3 separate regions of the Mus musculus genome follow, and all the other regions are linked to region 3. A link is a contact called in public HiChIP or PLAC-seq data. All regions are on one chromosome and are shown on one strand. The core of a region is the stretch at or near the end of the contact, and the rest is flanking DNA. Distances in the headings are between cores, read along the strand shown. Region 1 holds the start of Rcc1l (reculator of chromosome condensation 1 like). Region 2 has its middle 220 kb from the start of Gm36667. Region 3 overlaps Auts2 (autism susceptibility candidate 2).

What was found. HiChIP or PLAC-seq counts read pairs in DNA pulled down with a chosen protein or histone mark.
Region 1: a contact with region 3 is called in an H3K4me3 HiChIP or PLAC-seq map of embryonic forebrain, with 3 times the contacts expected there. The contact joins the promoter of Rcc1l here to the enhancer-like site in region 3. A contact is called at or near these places in 5 of 39 promoter capture datasets (cranial neural crest, embryonic stem cells, hippocampal neurons and 2 more) and 3 of 115 datasets of contacts at active chromatin or transcription factors (astrocytes, embryonic forebrain and embryonic stem cells).
Region 2: a contact with region 3 is called in an H3K4me3 HiChIP or PLAC-seq map of embryonic limb bud, with 9 times the contacts expected there. The contact joins two enhancer-like sites. A contact is called at or near these places in 8 of 115 datasets of contacts at active chromatin or transcription factors (craniofacial prominence, embryonic forebrain, embryonic limb bud and 5 more).

The regions. Positions count from the first base shown.
Region 1 is chr5:134,175,129-134,178,601 of GRCm38.p6, reverse strand. Rcc1l (reculator of chromosome condensation 1 like) reads left to right here and starts at 1,835. Exons shown (of 11, transcript NM_033572.2): 1 at 1,835-2,202. The coding sequence starts at 1,888.
Region 2 is chr5:133,820,033-133,823,611 of GRCm38.p6, reverse strand. No RefSeq gene overlaps it. Among named protein-coding and RNA genes, the nearest start is that of Gm36667, 220 kb to the right of the region's middle. Within about 2 kb of position 2,126, at least 18 of the 459 cell types and tissues checked have an H3K27ac peak or open chromatin away from gene starts, as enhancers often do. A contact at or near this core is called in embryonic limb bud, where this site is marked.
Region 3 is chr5:131,536,521-131,540,102 of GRCm38.p6, reverse strand. All of the region lies in intron 5 of Auts2 (autism susceptibility candidate 2), which reads left to right. Among named protein-coding and RNA genes, the nearest start is that of Gm29681, 120 kb to the right of the region's middle. Within about 2 kb of position 2,127, at least 172 of the 459 cell types and tissues checked have an H3K27ac peak or open chromatin away from gene starts, as enhancers often do. A contact at or near this core is called in embryonic forebrain, embryonic limb bud, embryonic stem cells and 1 more, where this site is marked.

The DNA.
Region 1 (3,473 bases), core at 586-3,085, 2.6 Mb before region 3:
TGATGCTGAATCGGCCCGGAGGTCAGAGGACAACTTGCAGGTGTCTGTTCTCTCCTTCGGCCCCCACGTGGTGGTCCTGCCTGGGATTTGGGCTTGGCGGCACACACCTATGCCCTAAAGCCATCCTGTTTGTCCCCCATGTATCCCCTTATCTCATTGGAGGATTTTGCTTTATGAAACAGTGCTACATCCTGGCAAAGCGGTAAGAACGCAGCGATGCCACACTTCACAGACTAGGTGTGTAACATATCCTTGAGCTTGTCTTGGGATTAAGTACACATTGGATGAAGTATGGGGCTTCAGATGGACCTCAGTTGACAGTGTGTTTCTAGCATGCAGGATGCTCTGGGTTCCATCCCAGGACTGTGTAAACTTGGCATAGTGGTGAACACTGGAGATAGGCAAAAAGGTCAAGAGTTCAAGGCCATCCTTGGGTACATAATGAATTCAAGCTCAGCCTGGGCTACATGAGACCCATCTGAAGGAAAACTAATTAGTACGTTCCTGTTTATCAAGAAATACACACTAAGGATGAGCAAAGGGAGTTCGGGGGGAAGGATCCACTCTGTATTAGGGGATAACTTTTAGGAAGCCCTGCCATGGACTGTAGTCTTTATTTCAGGGACTGAATTTCTCTGTGTAGCCTTCATGCTGGAATTGAGATCTAAAGGAAGTAAGAAGGGCCCCTGGAAGCCAGGTGTAGTTTAATCAGGGTTGAACCTGGCACACTGGCATGGGTCTGTAATCCCATCACTTGGGAGGCTGGGGTAGGAGAACTGTAGTGAGGTAGAGGCTAGCCTGGGTTACAGAGTGAGACCCTGTCTTAGAAAAATATTCAATTAGAGGGCTGGAGAGAGGGCTCAAGAGTTAAGAACACTGTGCAACAACAATGACAAACAAAACAAAATACTGTTTACTCTTCCAGAGGACCAGAGTTCTAATTCTAGCATTCACATGGGGGTGTGTGGGAGTGGGGTATCAACTGTAACTGCAGTTCTAGAGAATCTAACACCCTCTTCTGAGGCCTCCACAGACACTATACACGCAGGGTACACAGATATACATGCAGGTAAAGTACCCATATGCATGAAATAAAACCGCCTAAAATAAACTAAATCAACCAATCAGTGCTGGGTATGGTGGCACACACCATTCAGGAGGCAGGGGCAGGTTTGAGTTATCCTGGTCTACAGGAACAAAGCAAGTTCCAGGCCAGTTAGGGCTAAATAATGAGATTCTGTCACAAACAAACAAACAAACAAACCATATATATTAATAGGTTTTCTTTCTTCTAGGGTGGTTTGCAATTTGCAGCAATATTCCTGCCTCAGCCTAAAGTTGGGGTTACAGGTGTGAACCACTGTGCCCAGCTACCTTCCCCAGTTTTGCTTCCATGAGATAAGCATCTAGGATGTTCCCTCTGTCTCCTTTCAGTATTTATACAAAACACTTCTTGGAATTGGGAGAGTAGTCTGTGTTAACCTATACCCTAAGGATGTGTGAGGACCTGGGTTCAATTCCCAGCTCCACCTAAGTAACTCCACACCAAAACTAACACACACACACACACACACACACACACACACACACACACAGAATTTAAAAAGGGGCAGTAAGAATCATAGAACACTTCACAGACATCTTCAAATAATAGCTTGACACTCATTTAAGTCCCCTACTCATGGATAGACGGTGAAGCCATAGCCTTCTCAAGTCTTTGCTTTCCTGGAGTAGTAATCATCTGCCAATAGTAAACATGGTTGTCTTTCCCTTAGCGCGTCGCCTTCAGCCAGTAGTAAGCATGGCCGTATCTACTTCCGCCAGGCTAGAGGTCAAGGGTGACACAAGATGGCGGCGCCCATAAGCGGTTGAGGCGTGACGCGGAGGATGTTGGCGGCGGCCCGGGCTCTGCGGGGGCCGCGGCCGAGGTGGCCGACACCGGCTCGCGAGCACTGGACACCGGCCGGCCGTTCGCGGAGCCGGCGAGAAGCGGCCGAGGCCGAGGCGGACGTTCCGGTGTTTCAGTACGTGGGCGAGCGCGCGGCTCGCGCCGATCGCGTCTTCGTCTGGGGCTTCAGCTTCTCCGGGGCGCTCGGGGTGCCCAGCTTCGTGGTGCCGTCCTCGGGGCCTGGACCGCGCGCCGGCCTGCGGCCCCGACGCAGGATCCAGCCGGTCCCCTACCGCCTGGAGCTGGATCATAAGGTGGGGGCAGTGGCATCCTCGCTGGCATCTCTTAGGGAACTTTCTTCCCCGCGTGGCCGGATTTCCGGGAGCAATGACCTCCGAGATCCCGGGATCTGCAGAGGGAGGCATGAGGGGTGGCTGCCGAGAAGTCTGTTTCTCCCAGTGCTCCGTCCTTCACTGCTGAGCCTGTTTATCACGTCTGTGGATCTTGGGGTCTCGTTCAGCATTTTTAGCAGTTTGCTTGTGGCTCGAGAGAGTTTGGTGTCTTCCCTTACTTTCTTGCCCATTGGCGTAGCTTGACAATCGCACCAAGGATTCTGCCCTTAGATCATTCGCTCAGGCCCCCCCCCCCCCCAAAAGGCCGGAGCTGTCACCTCCCAGTTACAGAGGATGAAAGGGAGTAGCAGAGAGGTCAAGTAAGGTCCAGGGCCCCACAGCTGGGTGTAAATGGTGGTATTTGTAACTTAGACTAGACAGCTCCCTTGAGGGACGGGACATTCCACAGGTCGGAGGTGTGTCGGCTAGAGTCAGTGATGGGCAGCCGGAAAAGGAGATGCTCATCTGAGCGGTTAGAGGGGAAATAGGAGGTTGCCCATGGAGCTTCTAAGGTGGCTCACGCCTTTAATCCCAGCACTTGGAGGCGGAGGCAGGCTAATTTCTGAGTTCGAGGCCAGCCTGGTCTACAGAGTTCCAGGACAGCCAGGGGTACACAGAGAAACCCTGTCAAAAAGGGGGGGCGGGGAAGAGGCTCACTTTTCAAAAGGGCTCAGCCCGGCAGCCGTGGTGGCTCACATCTGTAGTCCCAGGACTTGGACTGGACGGTTGAGACAAGAGGATTGCCACAAGTTGTACTCTAGCTTGGGCTACACAGTGAGACCCTGTCTTTACCCTCGAAATGCTGTTATTATAGCCGTGTGCAACCGTTTCTGGTTTAAGTGGTGCTGGGGACGGGGAACCCAAGGGTTTTTGCCCTACAAGCACTGTGTCCACTGAGCTACTTTCTCCCTCCCAGTTCTCTTTTCTATACAGAGGTCTTTTTGCTTCTAGCTACCTGGTTGTGTTAACATCTTTAGTTGGAAACAAACAAACAAGCACCCACTCACCCTTTCTTTTGGTAGCAATAAAAAGTATTTATTTATACTTTATAGAAGTGTGGTTTGTGATGGTGGGAGTCAAACCCAGGATTGTGTCACATTGTTAAAGGCAAGTGTTCTACCACTGAGCTATACTGCCAAGCCCTACAGTTTTTTAATTTATTTTTTCTGATGTGTGTATCTTCTACTTTGCAA
Region 2 (3,579 bases), core at 877-3,376, 2.3 Mb before region 3:
TTTTCCCCTCCAAAGATCTCACGTGGAAAAAAAAAATCAATCATCTTTGTCGTCTCTGCAGTCAGAAGCCAGCTATTAAAAAATCTAATTAGAGTGGTTCTTTTTTAACCAATTAAACATACCAATGTAACACTTGTCTGATCCAATGTTTGTAATTGCCAGAAACGCAATCAAGTTGCCCTCTATGGTAATGCAAATAACTGGAAAATATTCCCGCCACTCCTCCTGGTAACATCCTCCCTACACAAGAGGCAGACTGAAAATTTGATTAATCTAAACATTTTGTGAGGTGTCAAGAGAGGTTTCTGGCCTGATGCTTCATGGTCACCTGAATGGGCAGACCAACTGAGGACCAGAAAGGAAAAAAAAATATCATCAGTCACAATTTGCTCTTGAGAGGTTGCCTCTGGGGCTTGCAGCTGAGCCGCTTTCCAAGCTGGGGATTTTAAACTGAGAGGGGGAAAAGACTTCTTAAAAGTTGCAAGGCTCTGCATCCTGCTGGAAAGTCATCCCTGGCATTGGATACCAGTTCATGGCTATGACTGTTGGAGATGCTCGACCTGTGCTGCTTATCGCTGTGGTCACTGAAGAAACTCGGTAACAGGGACCATGTGCTCATTCTGGCTAAATCGCAGCCACGGTTTGTGGGTGTTAAGAGTCACATTCATTCATTCACTCATTCATTCATTCATTCATTCATTTATTCAGTATGGGTACATCTTTGTGTGCATCTATGTGCATGTGGGGAGGCAGGATTGGTCTCTACTGCTCTCTACTTTATTTTAAATTACATAATCTTTGGTGACTTCATGTGTGAATATAATATATTTAGATGCTATTCAATGCCTCCCCCCCAACTCCTTCCACATCTCTTTCCCAACTTTATTTCTTTTTTCTCTTTCTCCTCCACCTCCTTCTTCTTTTTCTCTTTCTCCTCCTTCTCTGTTGCTGGCACTGCCTCTTCTTCCTCCTCCCCCTCCTCCTCTTGTTCCTCCTTCTCTTCCTCCTCAACACGCTGTGTACAATTAGTGTCCTCTGTGTGCTCACCGGTCCAGGGCCATCTAGTGGGAGCAGGAACAAGCTACCATGGGTCACATTGCTGAAAAATAAAACCCCTGACTCGCCCTTCAGCCTTTACCTGTATGAAGCTTCTTAGTTAGAGGTGAGAGCTCATGAGTGCCTCCTCTGCTCCCACTAGAATGTTGACTGACTTGGTCATGTTTAGGTCTTGTGTAGGCAACCACAGCTGCTATGACGTAGCTAGGGGAATCCCAGAGACTCCTCAAGTCATATGGACTACAGCCGCTGCACGTAATCACCCATCACATCCAGATAGTAAGACCCTCCTGCTGAAGACACCACCTGGGGAAAGCAACCCGAAAAACTCTTGCACTTGAATTTTTTAGATAGGGTCTCTCACTGGACCTAGACCTTGCCAGTTCTGCCAGACTGTCTGGATAAAAGGCCTGAGGAATTCTCTTGATCTGATTTGTTTCCTCAGTGTTTGCTGCTACACTCAGCTGTGTGTGTGTGTGTGTGTGTGTGTGTGTGTGTGTGTGTGTGTGTGTGTGCACGCATGATCCCCCATCTCTGCCTTCTGTGCTGGGGTTATAGGTACTCACTAGTGTGTGGCCATGCCTGGACTTTCCCATGGATGCAAAATTCAAGGACCCGAACTTAAGTTCTTATACTTACACAGCAAGCATTTTTACCCATTAAGCCATCTCTGCGGCCCTGCATCTAGCTTTGCACATGGGTTTTGGGAATCTAAATAAAGACCCTTTTGTTTTAGTGGTGAACACTTGACCACTGAGCCATCTCTTTAGCTCACTTTTGAGAAGGTGTTAAGTAGGATACTACATTTGGAAAGAACCTGAGAGACCATTTGATCCAGCTACCAGCTTTTCATATAAAAGGACAAATTCATCTGGATTCAACCTGTGCTTGCCTACCCTTGGTGATCTCACTACCCTATGGGAGCAGCCATGGCCTGATTTCTGAAAAGAAGCTTTGTATATTGAGCTATAATCTGCTTCCCCCTCCCCCATGCCTAAGGCCAAAGAAGCTCTCCTTAGAGATCACAGTTGCCCCTTTCCGGATGCTGGCTCCTGCCTAGCTGGATTGCCAGTACTGCTCCTTGCCCATGAAGCAGTTAATTTGGGGGAGATAATTCAGAACATGTGCTCATTACTGGGTCTTAGAGGCTAAAAGAAAAATTTGGCGCCTCTGCTGTACAGATGGTGTTTGTTCTGTCCCTGGGAGTCTCACGCTGTAGATCTTAATTAATGAATTAATGAAATTTTTCAGTCAAGTGGTCCTAAGGAGCTTTTATTTTTGAAAACTCCCCTTCTGCTGAAACACGTGTTTCTCTGCTTTCCCTCCAAGCCTCTAATTAACCGGCAAGGGAAGGTCAAAGACATTGGTTGTAGACGTGCTGAAAAGGGCATGGATTCTTAAAGGGAAGTTACACTTGGAGACTAAAGACACCACCATGGAATTCCAACAGGACTTTTAACTAGGATCAGAAATGATAGTTACATAATATGTTTGGTCCCTTCATGGAGACAGTTACCTTGTCCTGGGATTTTTTTTCTGATATGCTTTGGGAGTAGTCACCCATTTTTTTATTTGCTTTTTTTCTTAGTGTTAGGATTGAATACTAGGCTTTGTACATGTTAGGTAGGTGCTCTACCATTGAGCTGCGCCCCCAGCATCTCACTGGAGGATTCTATGCAGGTGTTCTACCACTGAGCCACACCCCCAGCCCCTCCCTGGGGGATTCTAGGCAGGGGCTCTACCACTGAGCCACGCCCCCAGCCCCTCACTGGGGGATTCTAGGCAGGGGCTCTACCACTGAGCCACGCCCCCAGCCCTCACTGGGGGATTCTAGGCAGGGGCTCTACCACTGAGCCACACCCCCAGACCCTCACTGGGGGATTCTAGGCAGGTGCTCCACCACTGAACCACATCCCAAGCCCTTTGACTATTCATTTTTTTACTGGGAGAAAGAGAGATATTCCTATAGTAGAATGAATGGGCACACACTGCTGAATGCAGCAGACCTGAGTTCTGTTCATTGGCTACCAGTTTCTAGCTGTGACAACCTGGATAAGTCACTATAGCACTGTGAGTACATTTTATCTTACTAGACACAATTGGTATAAATGTTCCAAGTGCATAGGGTTGGTAATGGTTATTCTTTACTGTCAACCTAACTAGATTTAGAGTGACCAAGAGATTGAAGCACACTTTCAGGAGTGGCCGTGAGGGTGTTTAAAGAGGATCGGGGCAATGTCATGGCAATGGGTAATGCTCTTGCATAGCAGGAATAGGGACCTAAATTTGAGTATCTAGCACCTATGTAAGCAGCTGGGAATGGCTCTATGTACCTGTAGCCCCAGCTCCAGATTCAGCAAGAGACCCTGTCTGAGGAAAGAAGGGAAGAGACACTTGATATCTTCCTATGGTCTCTGTGTGCATGCACCCATGCACATGTGTGCACATAACACACACACACACACACACACACACACACACACACACATACACACACACACACACTAATGAGGATTGATTGAG
Region 3 (3,582 bases), core at 878-3,377:
TCTTTTTTGAAAAATTAAAATTTTTTTATTGCAGTTATTTATTTATTATTTATTTATTGTATGTATACTTATGGAGGTCAGAGGACAGTTCTCTTTATACACTGTGTGGGTCCCAGGTATGAAATTCTAGTTGTCACGCTTGGTGGCAAATGCCTTTACAATCTTTACAATGCTGAGCCTTCTTTCTGGCACCTTGGGGTAAAAATTGTTTTTTTAATTTATATTAAGAGTTCAATGACATCAGTGGTGGTGAAGTACCTTCACAGAGGTGAAACATGTATTTACTATTGGTCATTTATTGATTCATTTCACTAAGGTTTTTACCATGTGCCCTAGACCATTCTGAAATTTAATATCTTTTGTCCAAGTACTGGGATTATAGAATTTCAGTGTTGACGGTGGAGAGATGGCTCAGTAGTTAAGAGTGCTTGTTCTTGTCAAGTTCCTAGCACCCAAATCAGGCCACTCACAGCTCCAGGGCATCTGTCCTATGGAGCACTGGAACACAAGTAGCACACTCAGAGGGGTGGGGAGGGAGGGAGAGAGAATCTTACACTTGATTAAAAAGGAAAGAGCGGCTGTGTGTTCTGGTAGAAGGTCAGTCACTTAAATGACTGAGGGCCGAATTAATGATTTCATCCATCCATCCATCCATCCATCCATCCATCCATCTCTGCCCCAACGCGCTTAGCTTAGCTGAGCTGGCTCCAGGGGACATCCTGGTGATAGATGATAAGTTACCATCCATGGAGCGAAGCTTTGACTTTGCTTTCCCTGTCTTTATGTTTGCTGCATAGAAGGGGAAGCCTCAGTCACCACTTGGCTGGTGTGAATGTATACACAAGTCGGATAGTTTGAGGAACTGTGCAGAGGGAAGGCAGTTCATGAAACCTACCGTGATTCGTGGGATGAGGGTTAGATCAAGATCTTTTTCTTCTAGACTAGGAACCCAACCTCCCATCCATGTCAGACAGTACAAAGATTATGTTATATTGTGCACCTACTGTGTGCCCAGAATCTGGACCTCCACCCCCATCTCAGAACCAACTCTTTGCATATGAGATTGGCCTAGAGGCAATTCAACCCCGGGCTACGGGCCTAGTAGCCTCTCCTTGGTTTAGAGCAAATCTCGGAAGCTGTAACTGCAAAAAGGACCGGAGCGTCGCGGTTCTTGCCCGTAGAGGGAAAGGCGCCATGGGGACCAGGGGCCGGTCCGCAACCGGAGGCGGGATGTAGTGGGAGCCACAGCTGTCAGTGTCGCACCCAGGGACTGCGCCCCCGCGGGGCCAACCGGGCGCCAGGGTGGAGAGGAGGGGCGGCGAGGGGCGGGGCACGTGGGGCGGGACGGAGGAGGGGCGGTGGCACCGGCTGGCGGCTCCGGCTGGGCGCGCCGAGAAGTCCCGCTCCGAGAGCCGCGAGCGCCAGGAGTAAGGCGCGCTCGGTACAATCCGGGCAGCGAAGTCCAGAGCGCGAGAGCAAGGGTGGGAGAAAGGGGTGTCCTCGCGTCACTACCAGGGACCCCCCTTCTCTCCCTCAATCCAGCCCCGGGTAGCCGGTGGCGCTGGCGGCGGGCCGCCTGATGGAGTTCACTTGAGCCAGGAACAGGCGGGAGAGGCAGGCCGGAGCGGAGCTAGTCCTGCGCGCCCCGTAGCAGCTTCAACCACAGCTTTCCACACCGCAGGCGGGCAACACCCGCGGCAGATTGCGACTCCCGGAGCGTGTCGGTGCCACGCCGCAGCGGGCCCAGGACCCATCAGATCAGCCCGCGGCGGTGCCGTACCGGCGGCACCCGCTGTTGGGGAGCCCGAGGCGGCCGCCGGGGAGCTGCTTTCGCCTCTGCCGCCGTACGCCCTCCTCCTCCTCCTCCTCCTCCCTCTCCCTCCTCCCTCCCTCCGCACATGGTCTCCTTTGTCCTGTCGCCGCCGCAGCCGCCTCGTTCTTAGCTCCGCGCGCCGCGGCAGCGGCTCCCGGGCCGCTGCTCTTCAGCCCTGCCAGGTCCCCAGGGCGCACCAAGTTGAGCCTCTGGTTTAAGCCAGCCGGTTCCCCGCGCGCCCCGCAGGAGCAACCAGGAGAGCGCGCGGGCCGGGCCCCCTCCCCATCTCCCCGCCACCCGCCCGGGACTTGGCTGCGTTGGATGTGCGCGCGCGGCGTTGACTCCTGGCTGCCGTGGAGGAGCCGGGTGCTGCTGCTGCTGGCTCTGCTGCCGTTTAGGATCCGGTTCGGATTTGGTTCGCGTGCCTCAGCTTTGAGACTTTGGAGAGGAATTAGCAAAACACACAGACTTGTGGACCTAGCCGGGCCGGCTGGAGTTGGGCGTTTTCTCTGCCTTGGGTTTTGGTTGCTCTCTCCCGGTGGTGTGTGGTGATCCACCCGGAGAGAACCTGACGGAGGACTCAAACCATGAACTTGGGGTTGACAAGACCGCCGAACCCCTGGCGACCAGGTAATGTTGCCCCACCACCACCACCGTTGGGGGGATGGGGTGGGGTGGCTGGCTCGCCTGCGGTCCGCGGTTTCGGGGGAGGAGGCAGGGGTCGAGGGGTCTTTTGTTGCGGCCGCAGCCGGGCCAGGGTGGTAACGGAGGCGGGCTGCTGGCGTCTGGCGGGCCTGGCCTTCCTCCCCCACCCCTCCCCCGCTCCCCTTTGTACTTTCCTAGCTCCCTGAGCTGGCTGGGCTCGGCCGGTGAGCCGTGAGTGCCTGCCGGGGGAGGCCCTAGCCAACAGAGGCGATCCCACCTCCGGGAGTGAACCCATAGCTCCCAAGGGAGATCCGCTGGACTCCTAGGCTGGGAATGCCCGCACCGGCTCGGGCTAGGAAGGGCTCCTTGGAGCGGCGCTGCCTGCTGACGGGTCACTGTCCTTGGGCTGAGCTCCGGGTCCCCGCCCTCCCGCTTGTGCGCACGCGGAGCCCGGGGAAGCAAAGGAGAGCTAGCTGGTGCAGGAACTCACCCGCGCCTAAGTTTCTAAGAGAATTGTCTTTGCACCTTCTTCCTGCGGGTGCCGTTTTGGAGAGCTACCTTAGCGAATTGAGTTTTAAGGGGTTCCGGGTACAGCTTCAAACATCTGGGACCCACCCGTGCGCACGGGAATTTTTTATTTCTTTATTTTTATTTGTTTTAACCAAACTGCTTTACCCAACTTTTCCTTCTACGCCAGCTACAGCTTCTAGACCATAAAAAGTATTGACATAAAAGGCAAATAGTACCCACCCTGCCGTAAAATGCCCCAAAGAGCATGTTTGTCTGGGAATTTTAGGTTGTGCTTCTAAGTGTATATAAAACTCATCAAAGCCAATCGAGGTGAGGAAATGAAATAGCAACTGATATTAAATTCTGTGCGGCTAAAGGTAATGGTTGCTGGAGAGAAGCGGGAAGGCATCCATGCGTCTGCCACTAGATCCACCGCACCTGCAGTCCTCATTGCTAATTTAAAAAGAAAAAAAATTAGGGAAATGAACCAAGTTATAGAAAGAAATGCACTTTTTTCTTCTAAAAGCAACGAAATGAAAATGTCCCCACGATTAAGGCGCCCAGCGATATGTACAAACGATTTTTTAAAAATACGTGTGTATGTGGAGGGTATA